2 separate regions of the Gossypium hirsutum genome follow, and region 1 is linked to region 2. The links are chromatin contacts, called in public Hi-C maps. All regions are on one chromosome and are shown on one strand. Each heading gives the region's core, a stretch centred on a gene start, on an enhancer-like site or on the middle of the called end of the contact. The rest is flanking DNA. Distances are from core to core; before and after follow the strand shown. Region 1 holds the start of LOC107909898 (endoglucanase 8-like). Region 2 has its middle 3.7 kb from the start of LOC107909896.

Region 1 (3,241 bases), core at 488-2,987, 140 kb before region 2:
TTTCTATTCCCATCTTATCCAAGCATGTAGTAGTAGCGCCATTTTTATAGAAATCTAAAAAGTAACAAATAGCTTGCCTTTGGTTCAATTAAAATACTTAATTTAAATCTAATTTTCTCCCGTGAACTTCAACAAAAAATCCAACATTTCACACCATGCAAATGGTTTGTTTCAGTTCGTCTGAAAGTCTATAAAGGGCATAGAAAATGGGGTTCGAAAAATGTGAAAGAACACCCCACAAAAATATGATCAGCTCCCATAAAAAACATAGGATCACCCACGTGCACCCAAGACACATTTTCTTCAGTCCTATAAAATGAACCTTATCCTACTTACATACCCCAACAAAAGGCACCAAAGTGTAGAAGAATATAAAAGCACCGTTCTAGAAAAATAAATAAATAAATAAACAAATAAAACTTATAAATAAAATAAAACATTGGTATCATTATAATGATTAAGCATAAAACATATATAAATAATCCAGTGATTAATTAATTTTGTACCTTGGAAATGAGGACGTTAATCCCAGCATGCTTGTTATCCCAACCAAACTCATTGATGGTATCTCCAGCTCTCAAGACAACCTCGTTTTTCACTATGTACTCTCTATATACGCGCTTCCTTGAGGCCTTGTGCAGCCAAGCGGCTCCCCAAAGCAACTCGTCCTACATTACCATTACAGTAGCTACAGCCAGTCAAAGTTGTGGACTTCAATGTCATAATGCAACGGTTCCTCTTAATTGTACTGTAAGAGAAAAGAAAAAAAAAGGAGTCTGTCTGACCTGGTAACCATTGACATCGCAGTAAAAAGGACAGACTGCAGAGTGCAGGCTGCTACTATATGCACCTCGGTGCTTGTCAGCAAAATTGAACACCTACAGTACAATACACCATTTTCCCCGACTGTCATTTTTCCATTAACATTCTATGAATCAAATATGCAAAATATCTTCCCATTTGGTGCGGTGACAAGATTAAGAAGAAACTGAGGTGGTGACAATGAATTACCCTAATGGCTCGATTGAGGAGCAACCTGGAGTATGCAGGGTCTCGTTTCCTGAACACAATGGAAGCAGCAGCCAATGCGGCGGCGGTTTCACCTGCGACGTCCGAACCAGGATGCGCATTATCGATTTTGTACACCGTACGTAAAGTATCCATGTCCTCCGGCCTTTCCCAGCAGCTATGATCAGAATAGGCGTCTCCCACTTGTACGTACACCACTCGAGGCTTTTCCGTTGCTTTCAACAGATAATCCGTCGACCATTTCACTGCTTTAACGGTGTTCTTTAACTCCGGCCCCATGTTCCTCCCGAAATCTATGATACTCCAAGCTAATAAAGTCGTCGTGAATGCCATTGGGAACCCGAACTTCACGTTGTCTCCGGCGTCGTAGTAACCTCCCGTTAAGTCCACCTGAAACCGAAACATCAAACGCAGTTAATGATTAAATTATATACTTTTCGTAGGTGAAATGGGAAATGTAGGCTGTCGAAAAGGAGTAATTACACCGGCGGTGGAGCCGTCGTGCAATGCAGAGTCGCGGCGCCATTTGACGCGTTGGTCAGGGGGAAGTCTGCCTGATCGTTGGCCTTCGAAAAAGAGAATGCTCTTGCGGAGAGCGTCGTGGTAATTGTGGCCGCCTATGATCGGATGACAAAAGAGGAGCAAAGAAAAAGAGAAGGCGAGAAGTGCCGAGAAAATTCCCGGAAATGTAAGGGGTTTTGGCGCCATCTTCTTTGGGAAGGGTTGGGGACTGGGATGGCTAATGGCTTAATGCTGATATATACTATACACTGCTAAGAAAACAGCAGAACCAACGTGGTTCTTTATACTAAAACTGTGGCGTCCGATTCCAGAGATGGTACCAATGGGGATACGCCACATGTATAGCTGTAACTGGTCGAAATTTGGGATTCCCATTCTTGACTTGACTGCCAGATTATTCGGGTCGGGTTGAATTCCGGTACATTCAATTCGAAGTTGGGTTAATATCCTTAGCACTTGTGCATTTCTACGTAATTCGTGTATAATTTTTTTATTTAGTTGATACATTAATTTTAATTCCGTAATTTAGGCCTATTAATTTATACTAATATGATGGTACTACATGATAATCTTTGGCAAACAATAATTCAAACATTTTAAATATATAAAAAATATTTCTTTATATTAAAAATAAATTTAAATAAATAATTATTTAAAATATTTAAATCAAAATATATTTAAACTTTTCACATATTATTATCATATTAATTATTAATGTCACGTCAACCGACCTAACAAATAATAATTTTAAGTAGTAACGTAATAAATCAAATAGAGCAAAATATATTAAACCTTCGAAATTTAATGAGTGGGGGCGGTGTGTGACTGTGAGAGAGGTAGATCAAAAAATGTAAGGGATGGCACATGTGGACACCGCTTATTAATGATTGACCGTAGAGAGCAAGTTAAGTGAGACCAACTTATGGAAAAGATCATCAAAGATGAAAAAGGAGATGAGCATGTATAGCGTCTGATTTAAAGACTTATTTGGAGGTTTGTTGACTGGGCATATGAGTTTCTGTCAGCTGCTGGCAAGGCGGTGTGCATTTAGAAGTTGTATAGTTGATTGCACTATAGTGTACCGTAAGACCTAGATTTTGTGTAGTTCATAGCCCAAGGCTATTTCTTCGTTGTTTATGGAGAGTGTTTTTAAAAATTTTGATTTCACTATTTTAAATGTTTAAGATTGTTCTCAAAAATAGTTTTGAAAACTAAAATTTATATTTTAAGCATGATGTTGTAACATAAAGATGTTTTTAAATTATGTTAAATTTCATTAATATTATGGCATTTCAATACAGATATAAGAGAATGAAATAAAAATGATAAAAGGGTAAGACTATGTACAAGAGAAAAATGAGAAATAAAGAATTTGAAAATTTTCTCATATCTTTTATGTTTGGATATGTGTCTTTTAAGTCTTCAATTGTTCATTACTTGTATTTAGGGGTGTTCATTTGGTTAACTGACCCGAAATTGCTATAATCGAATTAACCAACCTTCCAAAATTTTTAACCGTTAACCGAACCGAATTTTTTTAAAAAAACAATTAATCGAACCGAAATTTTTTCGGTTAATAAGGTCGGTTAACCGAATTAACCGAAAATTATGTGTTGTTCATTTTTGGTTAAAAATTACCCGAATTACCAGAATTACCCGAATTACCCAAATTGAATCACTACATAATTAA
Region 2 (3,080 bases), core at 425-2,924:
TTGTTTTGTCAGTATCCGAGCTTGTTACCGTATGCTTTTTTCTCCCTCCTATTAATTTTTTTATCTTTTTTCTCCTTATTCACTCTATGTGTTTTCTCTCTTTTCAGTTTATAAATATATTTTGTGGGTATTTTTACTGTCTTTACAAGTTGTGATGGACAGATGATGGTGCATGTCGTTGCTAAAATTCCACCGACCAACAACAATTTCTCTTGGAATTTGGGTCGTTGTTCCATCGACTTCTTAATTTGTTTTTGTTTTGAAAGTATTTCAGAATAATAAATGATTTCACGAATAGGTTTGGACGTATTGTCTTAAGTTTTATATATATATTTTTTATTTTCCATTGTTTAATAAGTCTTCATTTTTAGAAGTTTTTGTGTGCGCTTGTAGCACGCTTTTTAGTCTTGCTTATGCATGTAGTTTTGCTTTTGTAAGTGATTTTAGGGATGGTTTTGTGGTCGTTCTCTCCAGTTTTGTGGATGCTCTGTTCTTTTACTGATTTTTTACCGTCGCTTTGGACCATCCGAGGTTGAATTCCTTATTGTATTAAGTGCTTGCAATTACTCCAAATATGTCTTGCTTGAGTTGTGATAAAACCAATTGTCAACGTGCCATAATGTTCATTTGATGTTGAGGTTGAAGCCTTTATTGTGTTGATGAAGCTTGTCCTTCATCGTCTACAATGGGTGTTTGTTGTTTTTTCTCCTTGAGTTGTATAGTCTCGTTCATGGAATGAAGTAATGAATTTCCCTTTAAAAAATTAATGAATTTGTTTTTCTTGATATCTTAAGCATTTTGCGAGACAATTAATTTCTTATGGTAGGAAAAAATTAGTACCATAATTAACCTAACTACATTATTAGTCACTAAATTAATAGTAAATTTTTGCTTTGGTCATTTAATTAATAAAAGTTACAATTTGGTCATTAAACTATTTGAAAGTTTTCATTTAAGTCACTGAACTATTTAAAATTTTTTATTTAAGTTATTGGGCTATTAATTTTTTTTAAAAGTTCCACCAGCGAGTTCCAAACGATGATTCAATGATTGGTATGGTGGATCAATACCCATCGATGAGTAGAAGAACACGCCTTATATCCAAATCGATCTGACAATTAGTGTCAGACATTGGAGAAAAAAGCTGTTTGAATTTTAGTTTGCAGATTTGTGACATCTAAACTTGTCTCATGAAAAAAAAACTTGAATTGTAAAAGAGAAGGAGAAAGAGAGTTTTCCATTAGTGCAGGCAGTGTGAATAGAGAAAGGCATAAAACATCGACTTTAACTTAAATAAAAACTTTTAAATTGTTCTGCGACCAAATTGTAACTTCTGTTAGTTAAGTGACTAAAACAAAAACTTACCTATAATTTAGTGACTAATAATGTAATTTACCCTTAAAAGTTAAAACCCTTTGTGCTGGATTTTTGTTTGTTTTCCTTTGTACTTGGTGCAAATGGGTGTATATTTTGGTAGGCCTTCATGTCAACAAATTAAATATATGAAAAAGGAAAAGAAAATGAAAACCCTTTTTGCTTTTGAAATGGAAAAGTAGAGTAGATGTAATGGGTATATTTAGTGTACAATTCCAGGTGTCATTGTCAGGAGGATGTGAAAATCCACTCAATAATTACAAACAATAAAAAAGGGAAAGTTGATGGGCCGTGGGGCTTATTACAATTGCACTTTCATAAAATTGACGTCAAATCCTACACCGATGTTGGAGAATGACTCGTGACTTAGATCTATTCACTGAAACAATGGGAAAACTCAAAAAACAAAATTTAAAATATGTGCTATCCTATGGGTAAGTTAGCAAATCAATCATCAGAGTTTACATGCCATAAAATTTCACCCTCTAATTTCCTTTCAGATTCTCCAAGGCCCTCTAACTTTTAAAAAAATTGCATATGTACTTGTATCAATACATTAATTTTTTTAAATTTTTATTTTATTATTTAAGTTTAGTTCAAATATGTGAAAAGTTGTTCTACCTTTTTAATCTTAAAATTTTAGTTCCTATACTTTAATTTTGGAACATTAAATTTTGATTTAAAATTCTTGATTTTCCATTCAATTTTACAATTATACAAAAGGTAAAATAACTTTTTAACCCTCAACATTTATAATTTTTTTAAATTTGGCTCTTACTTTTTCAAAAATGCATAAAAATTACAAAATTTTAAATTTTCAATAAAAATCTTAAGAATTTTAAGAATTTTCATTCCATTAAAGATTCATTCAAATAATTCAAAAAATTATAGAAATATAAAAGTTCATCCAATTTTATTTTTTATAATTGCAAATCGGATGAAAGGAAAGATTTTTAAATAATAAAGTGCAGGGTTTAGTGTCTCAAATTAAAGTAAAGAGATTAAATTTTAAATATCAAACGATATAAAAGTATCAATGTGACAGGATTTCAACATATAACATCATAATTTTCAAAGCTTTAATTTTTTTAAAGGTAAATTCATTAATTCATTCAATAAATGGAACCATATAATTCAGAGAAAAAAATAGCAAACACTCGTCGTAGATAGCAAAAGACAAACTCCATCAACATAACAAAGGTTTTAGCCTCAGCATCAATAGAACATTATGATACGTTAACAATTGGCTTTGTCACAACTCAAGCATGACATATCTGGAGTGATTGCAAACACTTAATACGATAGGGAAATCAGCTCTATATGGTCCAAAGCGACGAGCAAAAAATTGACAAATGAACCGAGCATTCACCAAACTAGAGAGGACAACAAAATGATCTCTAAAATCACTTGTAAAACTAAGATTACATGCATAAACAAGACTAAAAAAGTGTTATGACAGCAGGCAAAAACTTTTAAAACTGAAGACTTATTAAACAATAGAAAAACAAACAAAAAAAAACATAAAACTTAAGACAACACTGGTCCAAATTGATACGTGAAATCATTTATTATTCTAAAATACTCTCAAAACAGAAACAAATTAAGAAGTTAACGAAGAGTCACCCACTTTCCAAGAAAAACTACTGGTGACTAGTGGAATTTTAACGAACGACAAGCGCCGTCATTTGTCCATCACAACTTGTGAA

What was found. A called contact is a pair of places that touch in the nucleus more often than the background predicts.
Region 1: a Hi-C map of leaf shows a contact between it and region 2, with 2.6 times the contacts expected there. The contact joins the promoter of LOC107909898 here to the enhancer-like site in region 2. A contact is called at or near these places in 5 of 34 Hi-C or Micro-C datasets (callus and leaf).

Annotation. Positions count from the first base shown.
Region 1 is chrD02:53,803,508-53,806,748 of Gossypium_hirsutum_v2.1, reverse strand. It overlaps LOC107909898 (endoglucanase 8-like), which reads right to left and starts at 1,737. Exons shown (of 7, transcript NM_001327026.1): 1 at 1,513-1,737; 2 at 1,012-1,419; 3 at 786-878; 4 at 507-668. The coding sequence starts at 1,737.
Region 2 is chrD02:53,665,020-53,668,099 of Gossypium_hirsutum_v2.1, reverse strand. No RefSeq gene overlaps it. Among protein-coding and RNA genes, the nearest start is that of LOC107909896, 3.7 kb to the left of the region's middle. Within about 2 kb of position 1,674, at least 2 of the 9 cell types and tissues checked have an H3K27ac peak or open chromatin away from gene starts, as enhancers often do. A contact at or near this core is called in leaf, where this site is marked.